Regions from separate parts of the Mus musculus genome. Here all the other regions are linked to region 1. The links are chromatin contacts, called in public HiChIP or PLAC-seq and promoter capture Hi-C maps. All regions are on one chromosome and are shown on one strand. Each heading gives the region's core, a stretch centred on a gene start, on an enhancer-like site or on the middle of the called end of the contact. The rest is flanking DNA. Distances are from core to core; before and after follow the strand shown. Region 1 holds the start of Sf3a1 (splicing factor 3a, subunit 1). Region 2 holds the start of Rasl10a (RAS-like, family 10, member A). Region 3 holds the start of Pik3ip1 (phosphoinositide-3-kinase interacting protein 1). Region 4 holds the start of Thoc5 (THO complex 5). Region 5 holds the start of Nipsnap1 (nipsnap homolog 1). Region 6 overlaps Nf2 (neurofibromin 2). Region 7 overlaps Nf2 (neurofibromin 2).

What was found. Promoter capture Hi-C pulls out the DNA fragments that hold promoters and counts their contacts. HiChIP or PLAC-seq counts read pairs in DNA pulled down with a chosen protein or histone mark.
Region 2: a FOXA1 HiChIP or PLAC-seq map of pancreatic cancer cells shows a contact between it and region 1. The contact joins the promoter of Rasl10a here to the promoter of Sf3a1 in region 1. A contact is called at or near these places in 5 of 39 promoter capture datasets (cranial neural crest, embryonic stem cells, hippocampal neurons and 2 more), 1 of 484 Hi-C or Micro-C datasets (embryonic stem cells), 4 of 115 datasets of contacts at active chromatin or transcription factors (astrocytes, embryonic stem cells, pancreatic cancer cells and 1 more) and 1 of 9 other capture datasets (embryonic stem cells).
Region 3: an H3K27ac HiChIP or PLAC-seq map of extraembryonic endoderm stem cells shows a contact between it and region 1, with 5 times the contacts expected there. The contact joins the promoter of Pik3ip1 here to the promoter of Sf3a1 in region 1. A contact is called at or near these places in 1 of 39 promoter capture datasets (cranial neural crest) and 4 of 115 datasets of contacts at active chromatin or transcription factors (astrocytes, bone marrow-derived macrophages, extraembryonic endoderm stem cells and 1 more).
Region 4: a promoter capture Hi-C map of liver shows a contact between it and region 1, with 6 times the contacts expected there. The contact joins the promoter of Thoc5 here to the promoter of Sf3a1 in region 1. A contact is called at or near these places in 4 of 39 promoter capture datasets (the 3T3-L1 cell line, the C10 cell line, embryonic stem cells and 1 more), 1 of 15 datasets of contacts at CTCF or cohesin (the NIH/3T3 cell line), 9 of 115 datasets of contacts at active chromatin or transcription factors (acute myeloid leukemia, bone marrow-derived macrophages, embryonic forebrain and 3 more) and 3 of 9 other capture datasets (adipose tissue, embryonic stem cells and liver).
Region 5: an H3K4me3 HiChIP or PLAC-seq map of pro-B cells shows a contact between it and region 1, with 10 times the contacts expected there. The contact joins the promoter of Nipsnap1 here to the promoter of Sf3a1 in region 1. A contact is called at or near these places in 1 of 39 promoter capture datasets (the SN4741 cell line), 1 of 15 datasets of contacts at CTCF or cohesin (the NIH/3T3 cell line), 5 of 115 datasets of contacts at active chromatin or transcription factors (embryonic stem cells, memory CD8 T cells, pro-B cells and 1 more) and 1 of 9 other capture datasets (macrophages).
Region 6: an H3K27ac HiChIP or PLAC-seq map of the NIH/3T3 cell line shows a contact between it and region 1, with 7 times the contacts expected there. The contact joins the enhancer-like site here to the promoter of Sf3a1 in region 1. A contact is called at or near these places in 2 of 39 promoter capture datasets (cranial neural crest and embryonic stem cells), 7 of 115 datasets of contacts at active chromatin or transcription factors (the NIH/3T3 cell line, bone marrow-derived macrophages, embryonic stem cells and 3 more) and 4 of 9 other capture datasets (embryonic stem cells, liver, macrophages and 1 more).
Region 7: an H3K27ac HiChIP or PLAC-seq map of stem cell-derived neural progenitor cells shows a contact between it and region 1, with 6 times the contacts expected there. The contact joins the enhancer-like site here to the promoter of Sf3a1 in region 1. A contact is called at or near these places in 1 of 39 promoter capture datasets (embryonic stem cells), 5 of 115 datasets of contacts at active chromatin or transcription factors (the 230-238 cell line, embryonic stem cells, large pre-B cells and 1 more) and 1 of 9 other capture datasets (embryonic stem cells).

Annotation. Positions count from the first base shown.
Region 1 is chr11:4,158,938-4,161,736 of GRCm38.p6, reverse strand. It overlaps Sf3a1 (splicing factor 3a, subunit 1), which reads right to left and starts at 1,383. Exons shown (of 16, transcript NM_026175.5): 1 at 1,187-1,383; 2 at 570-691. The coding sequence starts at 1,249. Ccdc157 (coiled-coil domain containing 157) reads left to right here and starts at 1,444. Exons shown (of 12, transcript NM_001164620.1): 1 at 1,444-1,578.
Region 2 is chr11:5,056,783-5,059,581 of GRCm38.p6, reverse strand. It overlaps Rasl10a (RAS-like, family 10, member A), which reads right to left and starts at 1,454. Exons shown (of 3, transcript NM_145216.4): 1 at 1,058-1,454; 2 at 25-149. The coding sequence starts at 1,276. It also overlaps a transcript of Gas2l1 not described here.
Region 3 is chr11:3,329,389-3,332,187 of GRCm38.p6, reverse strand. It overlaps Pik3ip1 (phosphoinositide-3-kinase interacting protein 1), which reads right to left and starts at 1,457. Exons shown (of 6, transcript NM_178149.4): 1 at 1,184-1,457; 2 at 157-273; 3 at 1-79. The coding sequence starts at 1,253. Gm12592 (predicted gene 12592) reads left to right here and starts at 998. Exons shown (of 2, transcript NR_165248.1): 1 at 998-1,274.
Region 4 is chr11:4,893,953-4,896,751 of GRCm38.p6, reverse strand. It overlaps Thoc5 (THO complex 5), which reads right to left and starts at 1,409. Exons shown (of 20, transcript NM_172438.3): 1 at 1,374-1,409. It overlaps Nipsnap1 (nipsnap homolog 1), which reads right to left. Exons shown (of 10, transcript NM_008698.3): 10 at 2,551-2,799.
Region 5 is chr11:4,872,578-4,875,376 of GRCm38.p6, reverse strand. It overlaps Nipsnap1 (nipsnap homolog 1), which reads right to left and starts at 1,426. Exons shown (of 10, transcript NM_008698.3): 1 at 1,274-1,426. The coding sequence starts at 1,371.
Region 6 is chr11:4,824,959-4,827,757 of GRCm38.p6, reverse strand. The region is part of intron 1 of Nf2 (neurofibromin 2); the gene reads left to right. Among named protein-coding and RNA genes, the nearest start is that of Nf2, 23 kb to the left of the region's middle. Within about 2 kb of position 1,392, at least 64 of the 459 cell types and tissues checked have an H3K27ac peak or open chromatin away from gene starts, as enhancers often do. A contact at or near this core is called in the NIH/3T3 cell line, bone marrow-derived macrophages and macrophages, where this site is marked.
Region 7 is chr11:4,801,765-4,804,563 of GRCm38.p6, reverse strand. It overlaps Nf2 (neurofibromin 2), which reads left to right. Exons shown (of 17, transcript NM_001252250.1): 7 at 811-886. Among named protein-coding and RNA genes, the nearest start is that of Nf2, 46 kb to the left of the region's middle. Within about 2 kb of position 1,438, at least 95 of the 459 cell types and tissues checked have an H3K27ac peak or open chromatin away from gene starts, as enhancers often do. A contact at or near this core is called in embryonic stem cells and stem cell-derived neural progenitor cells, where this site is marked.

The DNA of each region.
Region 1 (2,799 bases), core at 134-2,633:
AGACTGGATAATGATGCTGGCTGCCAAAAGAATACTCTATAAGTGCCCTAAGCCAGGAGATGTGTTGACCGTTGGAAGTCAAGTGGCCCTTAGAAGATTCCATCCAAGGGTGCAGAAGTATGTGGGATGAGGAGGTTGAGGAATCCTGACCAATGTTCACCTTGCCTGGAAACTAGCTAACATGCTGAACAGCTTGCTCTGGATTCAGCTGAGGCTCTGGGAAAGTCGTCCTTTCACAATGAGAATAATCAACTCTTCTTTTTCTTTCTTCAGGTTAACACAGCATATGCACATCAGCAGCCACAAAGAAGCTACCAGGAATTTCCACAGACTTGTTTTGGAAGCAGAAACTCCTAGTGACTACACAGCTAGGCATGGCTTTCACTGCGATTACTGTTGTGGTATGTCAACCATACCAGTCCTATCTATCACCTACCTCATTGCTCTCCTGTGGTTTTGGAAGAAGTAAGGAGTCTAAGCCAGAGCCTCTAGAACTCCCCATGATGCCCCTGTGCTGCTTTAAAAGACCTTTATACTACAAGTTCCCTCTGTGCAGAAGCAGCTGTTACCTGGCCACAAAACTGGCAGTCTTGTCGACGATGTTCCTGACCTCCGGGGGAGGGTAAATAATGCCGACCACTGGCTTGGAAGGGGTGGGATCCTCCTTTGACGATGCTTCTTCTTCAATTGGCTGTGAAAACAGAGAAAAGGTAGTAAGGGCTTCAAGTCCCCGGCTCGGATTAGGCTATCATAAACGCTCCATGATACTGACAGGAACGTCTGTCCTGTAGACTGCAGACTCTCTTGGGTTAGCATCCGAGGACGCAGTTAAAAACAAAACAGGGCAAGTTTCCTTAGCCATACTGTATTTACGCAGCCATTCCTAATCTAGGGGAAAGAATGATTTGCTTAGCTCTCCTCTTTTTGAATGGAGGCTTCGTGGTTCACATAAGACCCCAGAGGAAGCCGGGGGTGCAGGTCCGCATGCTGGTTTTGAAAAGTCCGGTTCTAGGGATATCTTTTTCGAGACCAGAAGGCAACTCAGCGCGCTGACTCCTGGGACTTGCAGTCCCTCCATGTCCTTCGGGGTGGCCTGAGCTTCCAGCAGCAGTGCCACAGCGCCCGCGCGGAGGGGAGGAACGAGGCCTCCAGCAGGCCTGCAGGCAGGGAGCGCGGGGCACGATACCTGTTTGGACTCAGTGGCTACTGGCGGCGGCGGGGGTACCGCCTGCACGGGTCCGGCCTGCATGACTGCGACGCTCAGGGCTGCCAGTCCACCTCGGTGGCGACAACCGGTGCGACGACAAGATTAAAGATCACCACACGAAGTATCCAACTCAATGACAAGATGGCGGCGACCCAGAGAGAGAAGCCGCGGGAGCACTTCCGGTCCCGCCCTCTCGCCGTTTCGCACTTCCAGCCCCGCCCCGCCTGCTCCGTGGCGCGGTACGCCGTTGCCAAGGCAGCGGCCTGGGCTCCCAACTTAGAGTTGCGAGGCATTCTCGGAGCCTCAGACGCTCTGGAGGAAGTTCTGTGAGCCAGACAGACACAGAGCTGAGGCTGCGACGCCGGAGACAGGTAAGCCATTCCACATCCTCTGACTCTGAACTTCCCTCCTGACTCTGGCCGGTTCCTCGCCCCCTCAGCGCCCCACCCCTCGCCCCTGTTTCTTTCCTGTTTGGCCTGGCATTTTGAAGATGCCATAGAGTCCCACTTACTACACCTTTAGCCCCATTTTTTGGTTCAGCACCACCTCCTCTGCATCCCTCCTTACAGAGTCCAGGACATGGTGCTAACACCTTTAATTCCAGGAGACAAAAAACGAAGCAGATCTGAGTTCAAGGCCAGCCTGGGACAGAGCAAGTTCTAGATGAAGAAAAGCATAATTCAGGCGTAGTGGTACATATCTTTAATCCCAAGAGACAAAGCCATGCAGATCTCTGAGTTCAAAGTCAATTTCCTGAGCAAGTTTCAGGATAGCCAAGCTTAGGCAGTGAGGGAGTTGAAAAACAGAAAGCTGGTAAGATAATAAAGGGGATCAGGTTCCAGCCACAGGAAGCAGAATTTGGCTGTGTGGCTCTGGCTTTAGAGTCTAGAGTAGAAGGGATTGCTGGGACAGTTGATGCTGGTTAGCTGGAGCTAAGAAATTAGTGATTAAGACGAGACCAGCATCACTGAGGTGAAATCTTCTGGGAAGTGTTTTCTGAGAGCACAAAGAAGCTGTGTTCCAGAGATAGCCATGGTTGTTGCTGCAGCTGTACTTGGCAGTGTGTAAGAGTTACCCAGGCAGTATTAGTTTGAAGGCATGAAGGTGTCATGAAGAGCAGCTGAGGCTTGGCACCGTGAGAGGCCAGGGAAGGCCATTGGTGAAGGTGCAGTTACAGTTACAGTTGATGGCCCAGGACTGAAGGGGTCATGCAAAGGAGTTGAGGCTTGCCCCATGAAGAGAGCCTATGAGAGGCTCTTGGTGAAGCCTAGTTGCAGTGGTAGACCCCAGTGTATTGGAGATGCCAGTACGATAAGATGATAACCAGGAACAGCAGCAGCAGTTGGCTGGAGTCAAGCAGAGCCTAGAGTGCTTCAGAGGGCAGAGCTGGAGAAGTGATGCCAGCCCTTTAGAGGATCCCCAAAAGATCATGTGTGGATCCCAGACATTGGAATAAAAGTTAGATTAAGAAGCTGTAAAGTTGAAGTTGCCTTGGAGACCCCAAGATGTTAGAGATGCCAGAGTCATGAGATACCTGCCAAGGAAAACTGCTAGCAGGGAGTGGGACCAGCCCAGGAGAATGAAGTCTGCTG
Region 2 (2,799 bases), core at 205-2,704, 900 kb before region 1:
CTCCACCTCCAGTCAAGCCCTCACCTGTTTTCTGCTATACGCTGCCTCAGGGCTTTAACATAATCGAAACTGTCGGGGCTGCAGATGTCGTAGACCAGCACAAAGGCGTCTGTGTCCTGCAAGCTCCAGTCTTTAGGGTCCGGCCACTCCTAGAGGGTAGAGGCTGGGGTTTACTCCAATTCAACCTCACTCCCCGTCACCTCCCAGCAATACTCCGGATGGGACGCGCCCTCCCACAGGCCAGACTTCCCAGCCGTGCTTGGATCTTGTCAGTCCTTAGCCCTCCTACTTCCTGGGCCACCCGTCAACCTACTATGCTCCTACTGCCTCAGAGCCTGGGATCTGCCGTCCACCGGCTGACAGATGGTAACTGACTGTCCTGGTGCAGCTGTACAGGTGAAGCCTCTGGCTTGTCTCTTGCTGCTCTTTCCCCCTTGCAATATTCTTACAGCTTCTTTCACCAAAACTTCATTTAGCCTCCCAGGTGCTGCTCAAATGCCAGCTTTGAAATGAATGCAGCGCCAAAGACTGGGAGTCTGAGGGTGCGGTGGCCCCCTCTAGAAAGGGTACTCCTGTGTCTGGTCCAGTCTGTCACAGCGGCGCGGCTCAGCTCAAGCTGTGCCACACACTGACCCAGACACCAGCCTAGGCAGGCAAAGAAGACAAGAAACAGCCACAGAGCCGGGCGTGGTGGCGCACGCCTTTAATCCCAGCACTTGAGAGGCAGAGGCAGGTGGATTTCTGAGTTCAAGGCCAGCCTGGTCTACAGAGAGAATTCCAGGACAGCCAGCACTGCACAGAGAAACCCTGTCTCGAAAAAAACAAAAACAAAAACAAAAGAGAGAGAGAGAGAGAGAGAGAGAGAGAGAGAGAGAGAGAGAGAGAGAGAGAGAGAGAGAGAGGAAACAGCCACAGGGCACCTACAGGTTAGCGCAGGAAGCTCGTATGCAAACTACCTAGACACACACACTTCAATCCCAGAACGGGCTCGGGCGCCCTGGATCAGTACACATGGGCACCAAGTGTACACACACCCCTGGCCCCCTCGAACCGCTACCTCAAGACTTCTGGGGCTTGAGCCGGGTCCAGCGACGTCACCATCGCGGATACTCAGGTCGTAGACCGCGCCGTCGAGCAGCACCGCGGGTCGGTAGAGGCAGGGACTGTCCGTGGGTCGGTGGCGCTCAGGATAGTCACCAAACAAGAATTGGCGGATGATGGCGGTCTTACCCACTCCCGGAGCACCCAGAACAGCCACCCGCAGGCTGCCGCCCATGGCTGGCCCGCGCTCCCGCGCCTGGCACCGGGGAGCTTCATGAGCCCGTTCTGCGCCTTGCTTGCCCGGCCCGGGATACCCGCATCGCGTCGCCTACAGCACCTCAGCCACAAGAGGCCAGGCCTGAGGATCGAGCGGGCGGACGCACCCGCAGCTCCGCAGGAAGAGTGCACCCGGTGCGGTGCAGACCCGCCCCCACCTTCAGCTCCGTCCCCTTCTCGCTCCGGCGCCGGGAGCCGCCGCCCCAGTCGGCCGCGCGGGCGAGCAAGCGAGCGGGGCCTCCCGGAGGCGGCGATGAGGTAACTGTCCGCCCCGCCCCTCCCGGGGAGGGTCGCGGCCCAGTGACTGCCAGGCGGGTCGCCTTGTTAAAGCCTGGTTCCCCAGGTGGCAGTCAGCTTCCCTCAACCGTTTCAAAACCGAAGCCGCTGGGCGCCACCTCCCTGTTCCTCCAACACCGCTGGCTGCAACCTGGCTGTTGACCAAGCCCAGGCTCTTAGAATCAGGCCACTTGGGGTCAGACCCAGTCCTGGTTGAATGACCTTGGGCCAATCGTCGCATTGGACTTTTTGTCTGCATCCCGGTTGTCCACCAAAGGCCGATGGCTTCAAAGCTTCCTCCTGTTTTGTGAGACCCTGGGCACCAACTCCTTTTCTGGGCTCTCCCCTGCATCATCTTCGAACCGCAGCCTCAACCTGGGTACTCGTGGTTTAAGGAGGAGGGAACTGAGACCCTGGAGAGGTATCTCAAAGTGAGAAGGACACTGGGACTCCGTCCCGGGCCTGCGGGCCACTTTTCATTACACCTACAAGGACAAACGACTAGAAGAACACTGTTTCAAAGGACCAGCCCAGAGGGGGTGGGGAGTGGAGACAGAAGGGTTTGAGCCCAGCACAGAAGTCTGCTCAGCAACTCAGCCCCCAGTCACTGCCCCAACAGGTTGGAGGCGAAGAAACAGATCCACGGGTCTGTCCCAGAGTCTGTCCCAGGGGTGCACCATGCCCTCTTCCCTGGACAAGTTCGGAAGCTCCTCTGAGGGTTCGGAAAGTCTGGGTTTGCCCAACCTCCGTCCGGCCCTCCAGTCTCCACACACTGGAGGAGTTCCCAGGCCTCTGCCCTCCACCCAGGTACTGTGAAATGCAGGCACCCGGCATTGAACAAGACTCACTCATTCAACGAATGCTTCAAGTCTAACAGGTGGCCAGAATGCTGAAATGGAGCCAAAAGGAAAAAGAACTGTCTCCTCTCCCTTAGGAGAGAAGGCTCTAGAAATACTTAGATCCAGGCCTCTAAAGGCATTGATAATATGTCTACCTGGCCAGGAATTAAGTGGAAGGAAGGGCAGGAGAAACTAGCCCGTCAAGGGGGAAGGAGGCACACCCTCCCGCGGGGAACAGGTGACAGCAGCTGGAAGGTATTCCTTAACACTAATGTCTAGTCCTCTTCCCCAGGTAGACTTAGGGCCTGGTCTGATTTCACCACCCCCACCCCCACCTCTCTTCCCCCTTTCAGCCACTAGGGATATT
Region 3 (2,799 bases), core at 208-2,707, 830 kb after region 1:
CCGGTCTCGCTGCTGATGTAGCACCAGGGCCCGCGCGGGTCCTGGTCCGGGTTCCGGCAGTAGTTGTGGTTGCCCGGGCCTGAGGTGGGGAGAAGAGGAGTCAAGGGCCGCGGCCGCCGCCCACCAACCCCGCCCGCCTCCCCGGCGGACACTCACTGGGCTCGGTGAGCGACTCGCGGCTGCCTTGCGCGGCCAACCAGTTGAGGCAGCGGAGACCCGGCGCGGGCGAGGGCTGGTCCTCCCGGTACAGGTGGCCGTTGTCCCAGAAGCAGCCTATGAGGAAGAGGAACCCGCCCGAGACTCTTAGTGCGTTTCTCTGGCCCCGCGGGAGAAAGCCCTGTGTACCTCAGAGTGTCACGCCCCTGGCGGCGTTTGGTCCACACACAACACTCGATTTAGCTTTCTTCTTCCTTCCCTTCCCTTCCCTTCCCTTCCCTTCCTTCCTTCCTTCCTTCCTTCCTTCCTTCCTTCCTTCCTTCCTTCCTTCCTTCCTTCCTTTTAAAAAAGCTTAAGATCGCTGCACAACTGCAAAGGGTTGTTATTCTTGGACTTGGGACCACTTTGAAGGTACAAGAAGGTCTTTCTCCCTAAGGTCTTTCTGTGGAGATGGTGAGTTTGGTTCTGGGCAGTCAGACATGGAAGTCATCCCAGTGTTGAGAAGTCAATGTTATATAAACTGGTGTTCCCTTCTCTACGAATACAGCCACTTTCTGCTAGTTTAACAGACACCGCCAGCTCCCAAGAGAATTCCACAAAAGCCTTTGATTCAGGGAAGCAAAAGATCCAATAGAGACCCCAGCTGAGGGTCTCTGCCTCATCTCTTAAGCTCCCACTCCCCTCAGCAGAGAGCCACGGGAGGAGGCTGGAGAGGGGAGGTTCGTGCGCCTGCCACACAAAGCAAACGGACTTTAAAAGGGTAAGACTCTGGGGAGTAGAAGAGACGAATTCCACTCCATCCACTCGTGTGAAAGGAAAGGGAAAGAGAAAGTGACTACTTGTCTTTGTTCTTAATGGCAAAGATGGAGCTGCAAGCCTCTGGCAAGGAAGGAGAGAGGAGAGAAGAATGCTTTCGTAGGATAACGAGAAAAGCAGCCAAAACCTTCCTTCCCTGTCGGCCTGACCACGTTTGGGGAATCTGTTTCATTTAAGTTGCTGCAGAAAGGGGGAGAAAACGTAATCTCACCTCCAGATCCATAGGCTTCTGCCAGAAGCATGTTGCTGAGAAGAAATGTGTGTACCCAAGCCAACAGCATCCTCGTCTCTTCGGCTCGCAGGTGACTCAACAGCCAGTGTCCAAATGGGGGGGGGGGGTCCTCCTTGGCAGCAGTTTTGTCTCCTTGCAGTCAGACTGGCCGGCCCCTGTTATGCTCTTCTGGTAAACAGCCTCTCTTTAGAACTGGGAGCTTCCCAGCTAGCTTGCTGCAGCCGAGGTGTTTTTCAGCTGAAAGGCGCCCCCTGGGTCCTAAGCCTCCTAGACCTTACCAGATCACTAACCCTGAGCCAAGAGAGGAACTCAGCCAAGCCGAGAGTGGCAGAGAGGTTTTGCTTAGCAGCAGCTCCGCGTGAGACCTGCACAACTGCATGCCCAGGGCTTTTCTTCCTTTTCCACCAGTGTGAGTACAGAGTCACTGTGTCAGAAGGCATCGTGGAGTGGGGTGGATTAGGAGCCCCAAAAGCACTACACAGTTGTAAGAGCGGATGCTGATTGCAGAAGCAGGAAGAATTTAAGACCACATAGACAGCACAACTAAGAATTATCTGTCTGGAAGCAATATATTTAAATTGTACTTTGCTAGGGCCAGTTCAGTCACATTCCTTTACTAACATTTGAGGTTTGGGTTATCCATATATAGTAGGAACACAGAAAGGGTATCATTAGCTGAAAATACATGTTACACAAACATTGAATTCCTTTAGCTATATTGTAAAGTCCACCCTTTTTACCAGCCCAGAAGTAAAATGTCTTCCTTCCAACTCCCCTCAAGCAGTATATAGGAAATCTAGTTGCAATAATTTGTGTCTACAGTTAAACCACATCCACATAACTTAGGGCTTTTGGAGTTTCTATTTGGCTGGCAGTTGAAGTTCCCAAGCAGCCTCAGTAAACTGAGAGAACAGGGTGGTTTGCCAAGACTACCTTGTGACTGGGGCAAATCCAAGAATAGAAACTCTGTTTTGATCTTGCCACAATGTAGGGAGGAAAAAAATAACACTATGAAGTAAGTTTTATAGACTTTATCATAGTGGAAAGCTAATGTGATTCTAACTATGAGAAGTGATTGAACCCTGATGTGTCTTTTAAGAAGAAAAGGGTTATTTTTATTTGTGGGTTTATCTGTGTCTGTACTCAGGCCATAGGAAAACTTCAGGGCCTCAAGAACTGGGGTTATAGGCAGTTGTCGACCATGGGAGGTAGCTGAAGTAGGCAGTGGAACTCGGGTCAGCTCTTCTTGAAGAGCAGCAAGTACTCCTAGTCTCTGAACCATGTCCCCAAACCACCTGACATGCCTTTTAAAACCATTGTCCGGACTGGGGAGGTGGCTCATTAGTTACGAGCACTTGTTGCTCTTGCGGAGCACTTAGTTCAGTTCCCAGCACTTAGCATAAGGCCATCTGTGTCCAGATCCAGAATATGGACTCCCTCCTCTGATACTCAGTCATGCACATACACATATGCTGGCAAAACACACATATAAACACCGCCCCCCAAAGAGTGCGTGTGTGTGCGTGTGGGGGTGGGGTTGGGGAGGGGTGGGGGGGTGTGCATGTGGTGTGTATATATGTGTGTGGTATGTGTGT
Region 4 (2,799 bases), core at 160-2,659, 730 kb before region 1:
CAGAGGATCCAGCTGCAATTCCCAACATCCACGTGGCAGCTCACAACTGACTGTAACTACAAGATCTAACACCTCACACGGACACGCACGCAGGCAAAACACCGATGTACATAAAATAAAAATAATTTAAAAAGAAATGGATTCTCTCTCAGAATCTTAGACAAGGAAACCAAGACAGAATTTATTAATAAATGTTTTCATCATACTATGTATACTATGCAGTTATATCAATATCATAAGACAAGTGGAAGCCATTTCCTATTTATGGCATGCAGACCAGACCCAAGTTTTCTTCTACCAAAGTAACTATAGGTTTAAAAAGTGACTGTGAAGTTGGGAATATTACTCAGCTGGTAGAGTGCTGGCCTAGCATACTCAAACGCCTGTGTTTGATCTCCTGGACTGCATAAAACTGTGTGGCGGGACATGCCTGCAATGAGAACAGGTCAGACTGAGAGCTGGCTGACGAGATGTTCCAGATCAGCTTTTGCTATATAATGTGTTCAAAAGTCAGTTTGGGCTACATAATAAAATCTCGTCTCCAAGAAAAAAGGGGGGAGGGGCGGATGGGCTGTGAGACAGGATAGTGGTAAATATCAGGAATCACAGAGCTTGAGTGACTGAGGCAGAGGGATCTTTACCAATGTGAAGCCAACCTGGACTACAGAAGCTGCCAGACAGACAGGACTATAGTGACTGCATTTAAAATCTTCATTAAAACGGAGCAGGTGGCACCTCTTCTTACTGCCCGAGCCCTTTGCAGTATAACTTAAGAAAAAAAATTCTTGTTTTCCTTTTCTTAGAAATTAAGATAAGCAAAATATTTAATGAAGCAAATACACTAAGTCCAGCCAGCTAGCTAGGAAATAGAGCGGACAACATAAAGAAAAGCCAAGCCAAGCTTCTTTGCCCTTGTAACGTCCGCACTTCGCGCTCTCAGCCTTTCTGCTCCAGCAATAAAAGCTCTTTTCTGCGACTCCTTGGAGTCTGGTGCGGCGCGACGATGGTAACGCCTCTCTCAGAGGACCGCAGGAGGCTGCCGGTGACAGGTAAACGAGTGGCGGACTCATCTGACAAAACCCACAAGGGTGGCACGGAAAACCCGGGAAAGCCAACCGCCACCCAGGAGCGTTTGCCACACGCCCAAGAGGACCATCGACGAGGGTCACCACCAGCAGCAGCACTCTCGGGAGACTACAATGGGGACAGAGGATGCTGCTCCGGTTAGTTCCTAGAAAACCGCCACGAGCCTGGGGGACCCCGACAGGTGAGGACCCCAGCCCGCGGACACGCTCCGTGCCGTCTGCACATCAAGCCCGGATCGCCCAGCGAGGACCTGCAGCCCCAGCCAGCAGCCCTCTACCCTCGCTCACCAGAATGCTCCTCACGCCTTCCAGCCGGGTAGCCACTTCCGGCTCGCGACCATAGAGAAGCGGAAGAAGAGAGCCACAGGCCGGAAGTGAGACACGAAGGCCAGATGCAGCTTGGGAAGCAAGGAAGGGGCGAGTCTAGTTCTATTAAGTTGGGAAACTGGGGCGATAATGTCCAAGTCTGTGCTTCGTGCCCCTTCACCGGAGTGTGAATTAGTGGGCCCTCCGCCGACTCACTCGAGTGAGTTTGTGGTATCTCAAGAAAGCACAAGTGTCGCTGTGCTATCATTTGAACAGGAGTGGATTTTGTCTTCTGACTTTGTTCAGGGCCTCACTACATAGCACACTTGCGGGTCTTGAACGCTATATAGATCAGGCTGGTCACTACGATCCGCCTGCATTGGACTCGCTGGACTTAGGCAGGTGTCACCATGCCTGACTCTTCTTTAAATTTTTGTTTTGTTTTTTTTAGATTTATTTATTTATTATATGTAAGTACATTGTAGCTGTCTTCAGACACTCCAGAAGAGGGAGTCAGATCTCTTTACGGATGGTTGTGAGCCACCATGTGGTTGCTGGGATTTGAACTCTGGACCTTCAGAAGAGCAGTCGGGTGCTCTTACCCACTGAGCCATCTCACCAGCCCTTGTTTTTGTTTTTTGAGACAGGGTTTCTCCGTATAGCCCTGGCTGTCCTGGAACTCACTTTGTAGACCAGGCTGGCCTCCAACTCAGAAATCTGCCTGCCTCTGCCTCCCAAGTGATGGGATTAAAGGCGTGTGCCACCACCGCCCCCCCCCCCCACTCTAACTTCTTGATACTATCGGAGTCACTACACCCAGAAAGGAACTGAGGCAGGGGCATAATCCTATATTACACCTGCTTCCTGCTTCACTGTTTTGTTTTGTTTTGATTTTTTATTTTCCCCCAAGACTCTAGTGCAGTACCTGTAAGCTTCAGATGTTTCCTATGCCTGGCATTTCTGGAGTAAATTCTGGTTGTCTGCAAACATGAACATTGAATACCTTGTGGCGCCGAAACAGCTCCTTTTCTTGCTCTGGGACGAAGATGAAGACGGTCTCCCTAAGAGATCAAAGCCAGTGTAACCCTCAGCCAACTGGAAGCTGCCCTGCCTTAGACAACTACTGAGATTCCTTGTAGATGAAGACAACACCACAACGTACAGTAAATATTTAATTTGGTTCCATCAACATTCTCCTGGATGGTAGCACAACCATGCTAAGCAGGGGTTCATGAGGTACCGGGGTCATTGAAGAGACCCCAGAATCACAACCTACTCCACAGACCTAGTGTTTCTGCAAAATGAGGGTTTGGGGGACAATGTCAAGAAGGGAAAGAAAGAATTTGATGGAACTATAGGTCTCAGCCTGTGTTTTTGCCTGTAGGAAGGAAGAAGTACAGAAGAGCTG
Region 5 (2,799 bases), core at 177-2,676, 710 kb before region 1:
CTTTCTCACAATGACAGAAATTGTTTGAGGCATAAGCATGGTCTCTTTAATCCAATGAGGGCTGGAGATGTCATTGTTTACTTGGTGGAGAGAGCACTACATTAGCCTAGCATACCTAAACTCCTGAGTTCTCTTCCTAGCAATAGAAAACAAGGCTATCAGACACATCCTATTTTCTCCTCCTACCCAAGGTCATCCCTCCAGAAAAGGCTGAGTTTACAAGGTACACTCTAGGCTTTTTTCCCATTGTCGGCTTCTCTCTCATTACCCAGCACGGAAGTGAAGGGCACGCGTCCCAACTCTTCTATCCGTGCTTTCCTAATGTGCACAGCGATCTAACGGAACTCCATGGCCACATTCTTGGGCTGGGGCAGGAGTAACGCAGGTCCCTTTCCACAGGTGTGAGGGCAGGTGTTCCACTTCTTTAGCTAATGCTTTTTGCACAAACCCTGTCCTAAAACTTGTGAGGGTGTGGGGCTGGGGAAACAGGAGAGCAGGGTCAGAAGTGCTCCGGGTGATAGGTGCAGAGATGGGGGTAGCACCGGGCGTGGCATCGAGGAGGGAGGAGCAGCCCAGAGCCAGTCAGGGGAAGGAAGCCAAGCTCTCCAAAGCCAGAATTGAGCCTCTCTCCTAGGAGGCCACCAGCCGTGGTACAAAGTGCAGAGTGCATCGTAAGACCTGGGTCCTAACATCCAGAGCTGCCTCCACATGGCACGGACGCTGACCTTGAACAGCTCCCACCCCACTCTGTTGACCCACCTGTACAAAGCAGGGTGCGGAATCACTTTGGGAATTCCCACCGTACCCCCAGTCCTCCTCTCCTTCCAAAACTTTCTGCTGGCTCAGAAGACCCCAGCGCGTGCTAAACCACAAAGGCCAGGCAAAAGGCTGCCAATATCCTCTGCCTTCGTCCGGGATCCAGGGCTCAAAACCTGTCCCTCCCACTCACCTCATTTTTTATTCTCAGCCCAGATCCAGGTCCCAAACAGGACAAAGAACCTGCCCAGCTAGGCATGGTAGTGCACACCCTCACTATCTGGGAGGCAGAGGCAAGAAGATTCCGAGGTCGAATCACATGTAGTACGAACCTGTTTAAAAACCAAAACCATCCCCATACCTTTTCACCTTCCCCATTCTTTCTCAGCCTCAGGCCTACATCCTGGTAGCTCTCTGCCTCTAACCCCTCAATTCCAAATCCGAGAGTCTGTTTTTCATTCCAGCCCCCTCCCCTGCTCCTGTTCCGGGCACGCAGTCAGCCCCGTCGGCCTCTCACCGCACAGCACCCGCAGCCGCGAGGTCCCCAGCACGGGGTCTCGGCTTCGTGAATAGCCGCCGTGCCGCTGCAGAGATGATGCACAACCGCGGAGCCATGTTGGACCGGAGCAGGTTGGAGGAAAGCCACGCCTCAGCCCAGTGGCTGGGGGCAGGACTAGAGAAAACCACGCCCTCCCCTCGCCAGCTTCCCTTTCAAACACAAGCAGGTGGGAGTCCCCCAACTCTACAGTTGCACAGTCCATACCCACACCTCCGAGCTCTTGAAACTCTGCAGCTAACTAGTTCTGTTCTCTTCAACGACCTTTTCCCCTCTGTACCTGGGAATTCATCTCGATAATCGCAGGGTTGTATGTCCTGGACATTCTGAGGATAAACTAAAGACAGTCTTTATACCCCTAAAATTGTTCACAAACTATGTGAGTTCCCTTCCTCCTTGGGTGCTGGAGGTGGAGCCCAGGACCTCACACATGGCTTGGCAAATGTTCTGTCTACATCTTGTGTTCTTCTGTGTCAAGGCATCAACAGACAATATTTGTCTATTCAAAAGAACAAAATCTATAACAATTTTTAAAAGAGAGAGAGAGAGAGAGCCTGGGGGGGGTCCAGAAGCCTCAAATATCCTGGAACTGGAGTTTAAAGGAGATTTTGAGGCACTCTAATGGGTACTGGGATCCAAACTCAGGTCTCCTCCAAGAGCTTTTAAAGGCAGAACTGTCTCTTTAACCATTTAAAACAGATGGACAAGACTCTGAGCAAGCAGGATGCTCTTTCTCCAAAGCCCGAGTGTGATGGTGCACTTAAGAGGCTGAGACGAACTGGGCAGTGGTGGCGCATGCCTTTAATACCAGCACTCGGGAGACAGGCGGATTTCTGAGTTCGAGGCCAGCCTGGTCTACAAAGTGGGTTCCAGGACAGCCAGGGCTATACAGAGAAACCCTGTCTCGAAAAACAAAATAAAACAAAACAAAACAACAACAAAAAGAGACTACGGAATTAAAACAACAAACAAAAAACATTTTCTCTTCACTGTCTATTCACCTGGAGGCTCTATATTTGCTTTCTCAGCCCACACAGAGATGGATCCCTTCTGATCCCCTGGGGGACACAGGGACAGAGACACACCAACGGGGGAGTGGGGTGGGGGAGGATGCCAAGCCACCGACTGTAATTCGGTGCAGGGGATTTACAGCCGGTATAACTAACTTCCGGAGTGCTTCAAACTGTGAGTCTGGCAAGTTAGGTCTCATCTAAGATCTTGAGACAGCAAAGGTTGGCTGAACAAGTCCTATCTGTACTTCTTGGCAGCCAAGGCCTGGTGGAGCAGACAAATCACTCCAATCACTGCTGACTGAAACCTCCAAGGCAGAGATGTTAGCCATGCCCCGCCCCCTCCATCAGCTAGGCTACTGGCAAGTGAGCCCCAAGGATCTCCTTGTCTATGCTTCCCCAACATTGGGATTACAAGCAACCTCTCCTGCTGTGGTGCTGGGAATCGAACTAAGGTCTTTGGGCTTATACTAACGT
Region 6 (2,799 bases), core at 143-2,642, 670 kb before region 1:
GGCCTTAAGCAGCACACACTTGAGAATCAAAGGAGGGAGGCAAAGTGAGAATTAAGAAGAGCTACCCCTTATTGAGTGTTTATTTGCTCTGGGCCCAGCACTGTCTTAGTCTTTTTTCAATGTATGAGTGCACTTAATCCTTAGATCAATCTGTTAAGACAGGTTCTGCTTATTCTCCTTGTAAAAGCATAAGGAAGTTCAATAACTTGCCCAAGGTCACACAGCAACAGCACTTGAGATAAATACTGGTGCAGATTAGTCACTTATCTATACCTTTTTGGCTGTTTCCTAGAAAGAAGCCCTGAGATCTTGAGGTATCCAACTTGTGTAATGATTTAACTTGCCTTCTGTATGTCTGTGTTCTATCCTATAGCACTCAGGCTGACATTGAACTCAGTCCTCCTGCTTCAGCTTTTGAGTGCTAGGATTGCAATTGTTGGTGTGTGCCAGTATGTGTAGCTGTAGTTCAGTTCTCATTTTTTTCATATCTGTGTGTGTGTGTGTGTGTGTGTGTGTGTGTGTGTGTCCCAAGTGCAGACACATGCCATCAGGCTGGCATAACCTTTTGTCAACCCCTTCCACCCCAAGACCCAGCTTAGCCAGTGTGTCTCCTTAGTGAAGACCACTTCCCTCAAGTCTCCTGGGCTTGAGAGGAAATCTCTTTCCTCTTGCCACCTGAGGACCTCCTCTTGGTCCTGAGGGTCAAACTCAGGTGATCAATTTGGTGGCAGGGTGCCTTTACCTTAAACCGTTTCACTGGATTACTTTGGTTCTTTTGTAAGTTCAGAAGTATTTTCCAGTAAAACTAAAATACTTCATTTCCCCTAAGAACCCTTTTTGTTCTAGACCTTTGTAGAAACTGTTCTCTCTGTAACACCCTTTCTTGCTGTCTTCTTCAAACCCAATCTTGCTCTTGGCTTCTCTTTTCCACCATGAGTCAGTCTAGATGTCATTTCTGTGAAAAGGGGGTTTTCTTTCTTAGGAGTCCCAACAGTCCCTGGGTATCCCTGTCATATCAATTGTTTCAGTGTTGAAAACCTCACTGTGATGATCATCTGTTCTTGGCTGACTTCTGCTCAAAACTGTAAATGTGAAGACTTGTCCCTTGTTACCATCGATCCTCTGTACCTTAAGCACCCCTGTCCTGGACACACTGTGTGCTCACTGTTTGTCCTAGACACACTGTGTGTTCACTGTTTGTCCTAGACACACTGTGTGTTCACTGTTTGGATAAGGGATGGATATATGGGCTAGCTATGATCTAAGTCTCTGAGCCTTGAGTTTTAATGTCACTTAGTCAGTCATATTAGATGCTGCTGTAGGATGTCTTGTGTACTCTGTGTACTCTCCATTGGTCACTGGGGATGATGACTAATGCCATTCCTAGTTAGAGATGCCTACAGTCTACAGAGATCTTCCAATGACAGTGAGTCATCTGAGCATCAGCATAGTGCAGTACCAGACAGGGAAATAATCATGCTCAGGCAAATCGATTTGTACCAAGAAGGCCAAGCATCTCTTCCACAGCAACTCGACAACTCTCTAGACCACCTCTGGCCAACAGTTCTTGTTTGTACAGAAACAGAAATTCAAAAAAGGAAGATAAAGGAGATCTTATACATTTGAGAAAGAACATGTTGAAAAGCAATGCCTTTTATAGGTGGAGATTAACCAAACAGAAAACTTGTAGGTCTTTTTGTTTTATTATTGTTGTTTTTGAGTCTCTGTGTATAGTCAAAGCTCACTTCCTCCCTCGACCTCTCAAGGGCTAGGATTCCAGGTGTAACCCAACATGTCTGGCAAAACAAACAAACAAACAAACACAAACACCAAAACAAAACTTACTAGACAAAATATTTTCTTTTGTTTTGGAATGAGGTCCCACTATACTACCCTGAACTATCTTGAACTCCTGGGCTTAAGTAATCTTCCTGTCTCATCTGAGAATGTTTTGTTTTATAAGTGAAGGTCTTTTAAATTTTTTTTTTTTCTTTTTCGAGACAGGGTTTCTCTGTGTAGCCCTGGCTGTCCTGGGACTTAATTTGTAGACCAGGTTGGCCTTGAACTCAGAAATCTACCTGCCTCTGCCTCCCAAGTGCTGGGATCAAAGGTGTGCGCCACCACTGCTCGGCTTTAATTTTTTAAAAAATTTAAATTTATTTACTTTATGTCTGTGTGGGAGCCCATATATGAAGATCAAAGGATTAGTTGTGGGATTAGCTCTCTTCTACTGTCTTAGTTAGGCTTTTACTGTTGTGAACAGATGCCATGACCAAGGCAGCTCTTATACTGACATTCAGTTGGGCCTGGCTTACGGTTCAGAGGTTCAGTCCAGTATCATCAAAGCAGGAGCATGGCAGTGTCCAGGCAGGCATGGTGCAGGAGGAGCTGGTTCTGAGCTTCATCTGGAGGCCACTAGGAGAAGACTGGCTTCCAGGCAGCTAGGAGGAGGGTAATAAAGCCCACAGTGACACACCTACTCCAACAATAGTGACACTCTCACTCCCTGGGTCAAGCATATACAAACCATCACACCTACCTTGTTGTCCCAGAGAAGGAACTGGGGTCTTTAGCTTTGTGGCACATGCAGCTGAGCCAGCTCCTAGCCCAGAGAGCTTGAAGCTTAAATGTCTTTAAGGCATCTCTACCTTGCTTGCTGTGGGTTTTGGTTTTGGTTTTGTTTTTGAGACAAGGTAGACTTGGTTGACTTGGAACTTACCATCTAGACCAGGCTGGTTTTGAACTCAGAGATCTGCCTGCTTTGGCGTTCCAAGCTGGGATTAAAGGTACATACTACCA
Region 7 (2,799 bases), core at 189-2,688, 640 kb before region 1:
GCATCAGCAGTGTATGTGATTTCTGGTTCTTCCGCCTGCCTGCCAACACTTGGCATTCTCTCAGGGTGAATTTTTAAATCCATTCGAGAGTGTTTCGAGATGAGAGAGAGGACAAGAACAAGGTCACAGGGAAGCTTGAGTTAAATACTTCAGTACTTTTACCTCTCAGGGAGTTTTCTGCAAGTCACTGCTGCATCCAGAGCTTGCTTTAAGCTCGACTTACAACACAGAAGCATTCACCTACTGGCCTGGGTTTTATGGCTCAGATAGTTCTTGCCTTAATCTTCAGCAGTAACCCAAGAGATAAAACCAGGAAAGTGGGTGTTGTCAGCTTCTAGAGAGGCCCCTTCATTACTGAAGCTCTAGGTTAAGGAAGTACACAGAGACAGGCAGTGACTTCGTGCATTTGAGGTCGGAAAGAATGAATGCACTGTGGCTTTGTTTTTTCTTTCTGCCAATGCCGGGGATGGAACCTAGAGCTTTGCGCATGCGGAGTGAGTGCTTTGCTGCTGAGCTACACTCCCAGCCCCCACGTTCTTTTTTTTAAATCACTTGAGACAGATGTCACTATTTACCAAGGCCAGAGTGTGAAATTGAAGCCAAGAGTCAGTGTAATGAATCTGTTTTCTTATTTTCACGGGGATGGGAATCTCTGGGTTGAGAAAAGTGTTGCTGTGTCTGGTCTGTCTCATCTTCTGCAGGTCCCTTCTATCTCACCAGAGGCATGCTCAGAATATTTGACTTGGCAAGAGTCTGTCCTTCATCCTTGTCACTTAGCCCTAATAATGGTGTCTTCTATTCTCCTCACAGGGATGAAGCTGAAATGGAGTATTTGAAGATAGCTCAGGACCTGGAGATGTATGGTGTGAACTACTTTACAATCCGGGTGCGTTGACTCCTTCCCCAGTTCCCTGGCTCTCAGAAAGACTGAGTCGAGGCCACACAGGCAGATGGGTCACTTCCTCATCCCAGGGTGCTTAGAGTCTTTATGGTTCAGTAGTAAAGAAGAAACGGGAAGACAAGGTCGAGAGCCTGGTTTCATTTGGGGCTTCGAATTAGATCAGAAATAGATCAAATTAAGTGTCATTGGTACCCTGAGGGACTCAGGCCCGGTTCTCTTCTTAGCAGAGACCTGTTGGAATGCTGGCCATGTAATGTTTGATTATTCCGGCCTCTTGGGAAATCCAAGGAGCACCTGGAAATAATGTCTTTCCCCGGGGCCCACTGCTCTTAGAGATTCCTAATTTGTTTGGGTGGAACTCTTGTTCTCACTGTGAGGCTAATTAGTTTTCTATTCAGACCATTAATGGTCTGCAGGCCTCCGGGAACCATGCCTCTGCAGAGAAAGGCATTTGTGTTCTGTTCAGGTCTGGCCCTAGAGCGTGTTTCTCGCTCGTTGGGGGATTTGGCTGCTGGCTGCGGTATTCATGGCTTCCTCCAGAGGAGCACATGCCAAGTACCGGGCTTTTCCTCACTGCTGGGTGGCGGGTGCCAGGAAGCTTGGCTACAGAGGAGTAGCCATTGAAGGTCAGCTGCAGCCATCCCCTGGACTATCCCACAAACTCTTTGCTTCCCCCTTTTGGGGTCCTACAGACAGCCTTTATGTTAACGTTGAGTAAATTGAATTAAGCATGATTTCAGTATTCTAGGATAGCTTTCTACTTAATTTGTTTCCTAAATGCAGGTTTTTGTGGATTTTTTTTTTTTTTTTTTTTTTTTGCATTAAAAATCAGGGCATAAGCCGGGTGTGGTGGTGCACGCCTTTAATCCCAGCACTTGGGAGGCAGAGGCAGGCAGATTTCTGAGTTCAAGGCCAGCCTGGTCTACAGAGTGAGTTCCAGGACAGCCAGGGCTACACAGAGAAACCCTGTCTCAAAAAAAACCCAAAAGGCTGGTGAGATGGCTCAGTAGCTAAGAACACTGACTGCTCTTCCAAAGGTCCTGAGTTCAGGAACCACATGGTGGCTCACAACCACCGGTAATGAGATCTGACGCCCTCTTCTGGTGTCTGAAGACAGCTACAGTGTACTTATGTATAACAATAAATAAACATCTTAAAAAAAACTTTAAAAACAAAACAAAAAACAAACAAACAAACAAAAAAACCAGGGCACACTGAAATGTACTACCACAATAAGCAAGGGCCTAAAAGATATTTTACTTGTAGCAGGACCTGAGTTCAAGTCCCAGCTCGTGGTTTGGGAGGCTCACAATTGCCTGACATTCCAGCTCCAGGGGATCTGAGGCCTGTGGATTCTGAGGGCACTTGCACTTATGTGCACAGACACAGAAATACGTAACTAAAAACCATCAAAATAAGAACAAATCTTTAAAAAAATAAGAATAAAAAAGAATGCAGAAGGTTGTTTCTCGTGTGTCATGAGGGCCAGTGAGATGGAGTAGTAGATAGGCAATTGCTGCCAGGCCTGACATGCTGAGTTCAGGTCATGGAATTCACACGGTGAAAGGAGAGAACTCTTGTTCTTACTGTACGGCACATGGTCCTATGATCTTCACATGTGTGCTGTGGCATAAGCATGCATTCACACAACACACACAAATTAGTAAGTATTAAATAATTAAAAGTTTTATTAGTTTGTGTTTGACATCTGTTTCTTTGAGGTTAGACTAATGCATTTCTGTGGTTTTGTCTCTTGCCCACCACCAACATTAATTGTTTAAAAGAAAAAAGCATTTGCAATCCTTAGAAAATGGATTTCTTGGGCTAGGCAGTGGTAACACACACTTTTAATCTGAGCACTCAGGAGGCAGAGGCAGGCAGATCTCTGTGAGTTGAAA